Regions from separate parts of the Macaca mulatta genome. Here regions 2 and 3 are each linked to region 1. A link is a contact called in public Hi-C data. All regions are on one chromosome and are shown on one strand. The core of a region is the stretch at or near the end of the contact, and the rest is flanking DNA. Distances in the headings are between cores, read along the strand shown.

Region 1 (2,532 bases), core at 19-2,518:
AAAGCAATTGCGGGAATGGTAATTCAATTAAAAAGGTGTACTAAATTCTTTTAAATAGTAAACTGCCCTAGTCCAGCTTACAACATTGATTCAACTTACGAAAAATACTTTTCAGACCACGACTAAACATTGTAGCAGTAGAAAAGATTTTTTTTTCCCCTGAATGACGAAAGAAAAAAACAGAGAAGACGTTAAGAGAGAACACATGGAAAAAGCCCATCTCATACTCCATTCTAATGTTTCTTCTACTTTCCAGTGCTTTCCGTGTCATTAAACTACTTCAAACTTCAAGATCAATGGGGAACAATGAAACCTCAGTCCTTTGCCATTTTCCTTTTCAGATACAGGAGAGGGAGAGGACAGGTTTAGGGTTGTGCCTTCCAACAAGAACATTCAACGACAGCCTCACTTAGAATTCCCAGACACTGCCTGTCTTCCTGGGTCTTGAAAAAGTGGGGGAAAAGTGAGGTTGGCCCACTCAGACTGCCAGTGATGCTGTGGTGTGACGGGTGTGTATCTCTATCTCACACAATGGGCAGAGGTGAGGACTGGGACCTGGGACCTTCGTACTGTTTAGAGTCCCTGAAAGTCCTCACCTTTAATTAGTAGGGAAAATAAAAGTCATATGGCAAGCTGGAGTGCAGGTAAAATACAAGTTAATGAACATGAGCATTCTTGTTCATTAAGAACTCTGGCACAGAGTTCAACGGCAGAGGGCACAATACTCACTGGCCATGGCCAGCTGCTGCCGGCCAGGAGGAGCACAGCCAAAGGACCGCTGGGACTTGTAGTCCACCATGTCTCCCTCGGGATTGCCGGTCCCGTGACGAGAACCACAACTCCCAAGGTGTACCGCGCGCCTCTGTCTTCACCGCCCTCTCCGAGGCCGGCTCAGGAACCTCCCGGGAAACTGCCCCCCACCCCGCCCCCGTACGTACGCGTCACGTTTGTTTACCCTGAAGCTCCGCCTCCGGCCATCCCCCGGCTCTCCCCACTCCTCCCTGGAATGCCGTCATGCCGGCGATGAATATTCATGAGGCACACGCGGCCCTCCCGCCCTGCCAGCCTCCCGCCTTCCCGCTCCCGGAGGGTGATTAATATTCAATGAGCCCAGATCCGCGGCTGGTTCGCCGGGTTGAGGCGGGGGGAGCGGGCGGGGCCCGCGCTGGGGAGCCGGCGACCGGGGCGGGGAGGGCGTGTGTCGGGGGGGCGGTGGCGGCGAGGCGGGCGCGCGGGATGGAACACTGAGACACCGACGGAATGCTTCGAATCGCCACATAATCCCCTGGAACGACCGCGCCGAACGCCATTGGCTTCTCCCTTCTCCGCGCGCCGTCGCCGTCTCCCACCTCCGCCTCATCGCCTCCCTCTCCGCCCGCTGCCTCCGGAGCTGGGGGGGAAACGCGAAGCCCCACTGCAATGGAGCCCGCCGCCGCGGCCACGGCGCAGCGACTCCCCGAGCCCGGCAGGGAGGACCGAGCTTCGGCTCCGGCGGCCGCCGCTGCGGCAGCAGCGGCCGCGGCGGCTCTGGCGGCGGCGGCTGGGGGCGGCCGGAGTCCGGAGCCCGCGCTGACCCCGGCGGCCCCGAGCGGCGGGAACGGCAGCGGCGGCGGGGCGCGGGAAGAGGCCCCGGGCGAGGCGCCGCCGGGGCCGCTGCCGGGCAGAGCAGGGGGTGCCGGGCGCAGGAGGCGGCGTGGGGCGCCCCAGCCCATTGCCGGCGGGGCTGCCCCCGTGCCCGGGGCCGGCAGCGGCGCCAACTCCCTCCTGCTGAGGAGAGGGCGGCTGAAGAGGAATCTGTCCGCGGCCGCCGCGGCCGCCTCGTCGTCGTCGTCGTCGTCGTCGTCGGCCGCTGCTGCCTCGCACTCCCCCGGCGCTGCCGGCCTCCCCGCCTCCTGCTCGGCCTCGGCGTCGCTGTGCACCCGGAGCCTGGACAGGAAGACGCTGCTCCTGAAGCACCGGCAGACGCTGCAGCTGCAGCCGTCGGACCGGGACTGGGTGAGGCACCAGCTCCAGCGCGGTTGCGTGCACGTCTTCGACCGCCACATGGCCTCGACCTACCTGCGCCCGGTGCTCTGTACACTGGACACCACGGCCGGCGAGGTGGCCGCCCGCCTGCTGCAGCTGGGCCACAAAGGCGGCGGCGTGGTGAAGGTGCTGGGCCAGGGGCCCGGAGCTGCCGCCGCCCGGGAGCCCGCTGAGCCGCCCCCCGAGGCCGGCCCCCGGCTCGCGCCCCCGGAGCCGCGGGACTCGGAGGCGCTGCCCGCGAGGAGCGCGCCGGGTGCCGTCGGGGGTCCTCCGCGCGCGCCCCCCGCCGACCTACCCCTTCCCGCCGGCGTCCCGGGCGGGTGGTCGCGCCGTGCCAGCCCCGCGCCCTCGGACTCCAGCCCCGGCGAGCCTTTCGTCGGGGGCCCTGCCTCTTCTCCCCGCGCCCCGCGGCCTGTGGCCTCCGACACCGAGAGCTTCAGCCTGAGTCCCAGCGCCGAGAGCGTATCCGACCGGCTGGACCCCTACAGCAGCGGCGGCGGCTCGTCG
Region 2 (2,532 bases), core at 21-2,520, 200 kb before region 1:
AAAAAAAAAAAAAAAGAAAAAAGAAAAAAGCAACAGTGCGAGGTATAAACATCTTGGAAGCCTACATCTGAAAAACGTAACAAAACTTTAAAGCCTGTCAAGTTGGTAGCTTATTAAATTCCTCCATTCACATGAAATTCACAGCAGCACAAGGATTCAAAATGGGTTAGGCACCAAAATGTGATTTAGCAAATCAACGATTCCCCAAAAGTTAGAGGTTGAGGGGCGGGGAAGGGAAAGGCTTTTCCTAAACTGTCCAGGAAATAATTTTCACAGAGCCTTATAGACCAGGAGCGTGCCCAGCAGCGCTCACCCTCGGCCGAGTCCTGCTGCGCACCTCCGGGCCGCGCGTCCCCACCTGCGCACGGTGCCTCCAGTCTGGGCGTGGGCGCGGCCCGGGATCGCGGCGTCCTGGTCTCAAACCAGGGCCGCCACCCGCGTCCGGACCCAGTCCCCTGTGCGCCACACAGTCACTCCCGCCGCTCCGGGCAAAGTTTCCCAAGGTGGGAGACAGCCCACTGCCGGCTTTCAGGAAGTGCACTGGGCGGTGAGGATTCGAACGAGCTCGTCCCGGGGCTGGCGTGCTCACTTCGGAGAAACTCCTGCTCCCGGGACACGTTCACTCCGGCCGCGCAGGCAGCCCGGGCATCGCAGGCGGAGGCGGGGCGGCAGCTGACAAGCAGAGGGGAGTCCAAAGCCGGGCCAGGGCCCTTGTGAAAGGTGAGAGCGGCCGCGTCCCTCCGCTCACGTGGGCCTCGCACGCTCCTCACCGCGCCCGGGCTCCCCTCGCGCCGCCCCACGGCCCCAGCCCACGTCCTCCTCCCGCCGAGCACCAGCCTTTAGGATCGCGCGGAAGCCGCCGAGAGGGAGGCGGCCGGCCAGCAGTTGGGCGTGGCTTCTCGGAGAGAGGCAGCCCCCCAGGGGGCGGGGAGAGCGACGTCACCGTCGGTTCGCGGTGCTGATTGGCGGAGGTGCGGTGCGCGGAGCCCGCAAGCTTCTCCGCCCGGCCCGGCCGCTCCACCTCCTCACCCAGCCGCTCCGTCCTCACCGGCTCGCGAGGTAACCGCTCAGACACCGCCGCCCCGGCTCAGCGCGGACGGCGGAAAGAGGGAGGCGGAAGGACGACAGCTCGCTCGTTTGCTCCCATCCGCACCCGGGCTCCCAGAACCGGCGCGGAGCCCAGGGGGAGGAGCCGCCGCGGGCACGCCCCGCCCCCGGCCCGGGAAGACGACGCCAGCGACCCCGCCGGCCGGCCGCCGCCCCCCTCGCCGGCCGAGACCCACCCCCGGCCCCGGCCCTCCCCCGGCGGCATGGAGGGGCCCCGCTCCTGACGGCCGCGCCGCCGCCTCGGCCCGTGCCCCACCTCGCGGCCCCTCCCGCCCGCCCCCGCTCGCATGTCTGCGCCGCCCTAGCCGAGGATGCTGAGGATGAAGCTGCCGCTGAAGCCAACGCACCCCGCGGAGCCGCCGCCCGAGGCGGAGGAGCCCGAGGCGGACGCGCGGCCGGGCGCGAAGGCGCCTCCGCGCCGCCGCCGCGACTGCCGCCCCCCGCCGCCGCCGCCCGCGGGCCCGCCGCGGGGCCCTCTGCCGCCGCCGCCGCCGCCGCCCCGGGGGCTCGGGCCGCCTGTTGCTGGTGGAGCGGCGGCGGGGGCGGGTATGCCGGGCGGCGGCGGGGGGCCCTCAGCGGCGTTGCGTGAGCAGGAGCGGGTATATGAGTGGTTCGGGCTGGTGCTGGGCTCGGCGCAGCGCCTGGAGTTCATGTGCGGACTGCTGGACCTGTGCAACCCGCTGGAGCTGCGCTTCCTCGGCTCGTGCCTGGAAGACTTGGCGCGCAAGGACTACCACTACCTGCGCGACTCGGAGGCCAAGGCCAACGGCCTCTCGGACCCGGGGCCGCTGGCCGACTTCCGAGAGCCCGCGGTGCGCTCGCGCCTCATCGTCTACCTGGCGCTGCTGGGCTCGGAGAACCGGGAGGCCGCTGGCCGCTTGCACCGCCTGCTACCCCAGGTGGACTCGGTGCTCAAAAGCCTGCGCGCGGCCCGGGGCGAGGGCTCGCGGGGCGGCGCGGAGGACGAGCGCGGCGAGGACGGCGACGGCGAGCAGGACGCCGAGAAGGACGGCTCGGGCCCGGAAGGCGGCATTGCGGAGCCGCGGGCCGGCGGCGGGCTGGGCTCCAGGGCCCAGGAGGAACTGCTGCTGCTTTTCACCATGGCCTCGTTGCACCCGGCTTTCTCCTTTCACCAGCGGGTCACCCTGAGGGAACATTTGGAGAGGCTCCGCGCCGCACTCCGCGGGGGCCCCGAGGACGCGGAGGTGGAGGTGGAGCCGTGCAAGTTTGCCGGCCCCAGGGCCCAGGTAAGGCGTACGGAGCTTCCCTGGACTCGCGGTGCGACCGCTGCCCCGCCGGCCTCGCTCTCGGACGCCCCTTGCCCGAGCCCCAGCCCGGCGCAGGTGGCTCGGAATCCCCACCCGGCAGCTCCCAGCGCCAGAGGGCTGGGCTTCGTCTCGCTGGGCCGCTCCGTTCCACTCCCCC
Region 3 (2,532 bases), core at 10-2,509, 130 kb before region 1:
CAAAGTAAAAGTTCATGGCAAGGCAAATCTACATTTCATTTTTTATGTAAGCACTAAGAATCGAATGTTTCTGAGAAGGCTCCAGAGATGACAAAGCACGGTGTGAAATACCTGTTTTCTGAAGGTTTTGCTGAGCACCTAGTACTCAGCAGCACCATCCATTTGGGCTTGGAAGACACCGTTTTCAGTTCTCCATACTGATTACAAAAGCATTCTAAGGGTGAAGGCAGTGAGACCCTATGGAGGCAAGCTGTGACAATGGTTCCACCCCATGACACTCCCATAATCTTACAAGAAGAAAGAAAAAATACCCCCCTCCACCCAACCCCACCCCACCAAGAGGGCTCGCTGATTTCCAGAGCAGTGAGTTTTGAGGTGTGAGACATGAAGTAAAGAAAGGGGATCCCTGTCTGGAAATGTGGTCACAACATCTCTACGCCTTCCTCTCCTTAGGGGGCAAGACCAGCTGTTAAAGGATGAGGGGCTCTGGGGTCCCAGGGCTGAGAGGCAGGTGTCAGCTCGGGGCGGAGGGAGCTGGAGTGCCCTCACCCCTTCAGATGACCCTGTGCAGAGAGAGGACAGGCCAGGGCGGGCAACCTTGTCTTTCCCTGGATGCTCGTTGACATACTGGCTTTGCACAGGGTGCATTCCTAAGGTCAGTCTATTACTGCTGCTTACAGCTGTTGTGCCTGTCCATGCAAAATTTACCTAATTCCTCAATGCTGTCCTCTGTTGTAAACCCCCTGAATTGGAACATGGGTGCACATCACCTGAGCTCTGTGTGTGTATGCAAATGTTTATCAATTGTGGGAGCTTTGGAATTTGGGGGGTTTGGGGCTTCCTCTTGTCTGTTCTGTAATGGGGGGGCACATCACACGTGTGGGGACCAGAGACCTTTCCTTCACGCAGTCACCTCCACCTGCAGAGAATGCGGGCCGTGGTCACCAGAAGCCCTCAATCCCATGATCTTGTTTTGCTCTTTGAAATGTGGCGGTGGGAGTTGTGGCGAGGTGGGGGGTTGGGTGGTTCTTCATTGTTTTTCTTTTTCCTCTTGCAGTTCCAATTTGAGCCGCTGTGAAAAAGGCCTCCAGCAGCCTCTCAGCAGAAGAGATTGCTCATTGGAACGCAATGCCACCTGGTGGGGGACGAGGACAGTGCGAGCAAGCAGGTGTTACTTCCTACTGACCTCATTTAGAGAACATTAAAAGTAAGAGAGAGAACATTTGGGGTTGTAAGCCTGTGCCCAAAACCTTAAAGAATGCAGGCAGCTGGCCATAAAAGCGACTTGAGCAATGCCCTCATTCAGCCGTCGAAATCTCAGTTCGTGTGTAAGCACTTTAAAGTTTCCTCTGCACTTTTCCTGTGTTCATTTGGTCATCACAGCTGTGAAGTGGGCTGGGAATTTTTCCCCTCGTTTTATGGGAGAGGAATTTTGGGTTCAGCGAGACGAAGTGCTGCAGACTGGCCCATGATGACGCTCAGGCCTCTGCTTGAAGTTGGTGCTCACTTCCCGGCACCACGTCCTGCCCCCACAGGTGCTTCTGGCAAGGAACTGTGTAAGATGATAGGAAGCCACAGGCGGGATGGCCGTGTGCTTTCTGGTCTAAGGAGGGCTGGACCAGGTCGTGGGCACACGTGGAACACACACCACGTCCTATCCCATAGCGAGGCCTCTTTCATGTGGCTCTCGAAGGATTTGAGGACACGGGAGGGTGAAAAGTTTCCAGAGAGAAATATTCAGGACTTTTAGAACTAGGCTTTCAAAAGCATTTGCCTGTCAGATAAATTCAGGTGGCATCAGTGCAGATTTTAAATGTGTACAGATACCCCCACTCGCACACTGAGTTGTGCTTCACTCAAGTTTTGTGCACGGAGTATTCCATTAGATCTAATGAAGCAGTGGGGCAAGCAGAAAGGAGAGGTGACTACTGATGTTTTTAAAGCTCTGACAGTCACGTATAGATTGTCCCAAGTACCCCTTCGGCCTGCTGCCCCCAAGACACTCCGAAGGCAAAGATGGATGGTGACAAAGTAACCTGCACACAGAAACAAGAACAGTCACCCCCCACCCCAACAAGCCCTGCTGAAAGTGAAGAATGCCACCAGGCTGCCTGGCAGTTACTGAGTGCTTATTCCTGCTAGCCTACTGGACTCACATCGTATTTGTTACATGGTAACTTAACTGTACCTTCCATGCCTTCACAAAATCAATTGTACAAGAGAAGGCACCCACCACAGTCCATGTGACCTTTCTCAGTCTGATTTACATAGTGGGGATGGTGACACTCGCTTTGTAGAGTGGTTGCACAGATTGAACCTGGCAAACAGACATAAAGCACTCAATGTCTGACACATAGTGAGCTCTCAAGAAGTTTGTCATGCAGGTGACACTTGAATGCCCAGTATGGGCCATACATCATCAGCTCATTTCAACCCCCACAGCCCTGTGAGGGAGGAACTCCGCCCCATTTTACAGTTAGGGAAATTGAGGCACAAAGGCTAAGAGTTGGTATTTAAGGACACAGAACGATC

What was found. Hi-C and Micro-C count contacts between places; a contact is called where the count stands out from the background.
Region 2: a Hi-C map of fetal cortex germinal zone shows a contact between it and region 1, with 3 times the contacts expected there. The contact joins the promoter of ZCCHC2 here to the promoter of PHLPP1 in region 1. A contact is called at or near these places in 2 of 14 Hi-C or Micro-C datasets (fetal cortex germinal zone and liver).
Region 3: a Hi-C map of liver shows a contact between it and region 1, with 5 times the contacts expected there. The contact joins the promoter of LOC144336452 here to the promoter of PHLPP1 in region 1. A contact is called at or near these places in 2 of 14 Hi-C or Micro-C datasets (fetal cortex germinal zone and liver).

What each region holds. Positions count from the first base shown.
Region 1 is chr18:18,176,602-18,179,133 of T2T-MMU8v2.0, reverse strand. PHLPP1 (PH domain and leucine rich repeat protein phosphatase 1) reads left to right here and starts at 1,268. Exons shown (of 17, transcript XM_015122148.3): 1 at 1,268-2,532. The coding sequence starts at 1,420.
Region 2 is chr18:18,373,881-18,376,412 of T2T-MMU8v2.0, reverse strand. It overlaps ZCCHC2 (zinc finger CCHC-type containing 2), which reads left to right and starts at 1,270. Exons shown (of 15, transcript XR_013408276.1): 1 at 1,270-2,354.
Region 3 is chr18:18,309,858-18,312,389 of T2T-MMU8v2.0, reverse strand. It overlaps LOC144336452, which reads left to right and starts at 1,259. Exons shown (of 1, transcript XM_077975089.1): 1 at 1,259-2,532. The coding sequence starts at 1,259. The coding sequence ends at 1,750. ZCCHC2 (zinc finger CCHC-type containing 2) reads left to right here. Exons shown (of 15, transcript XR_013408276.1): 15 at 1,058-2,532.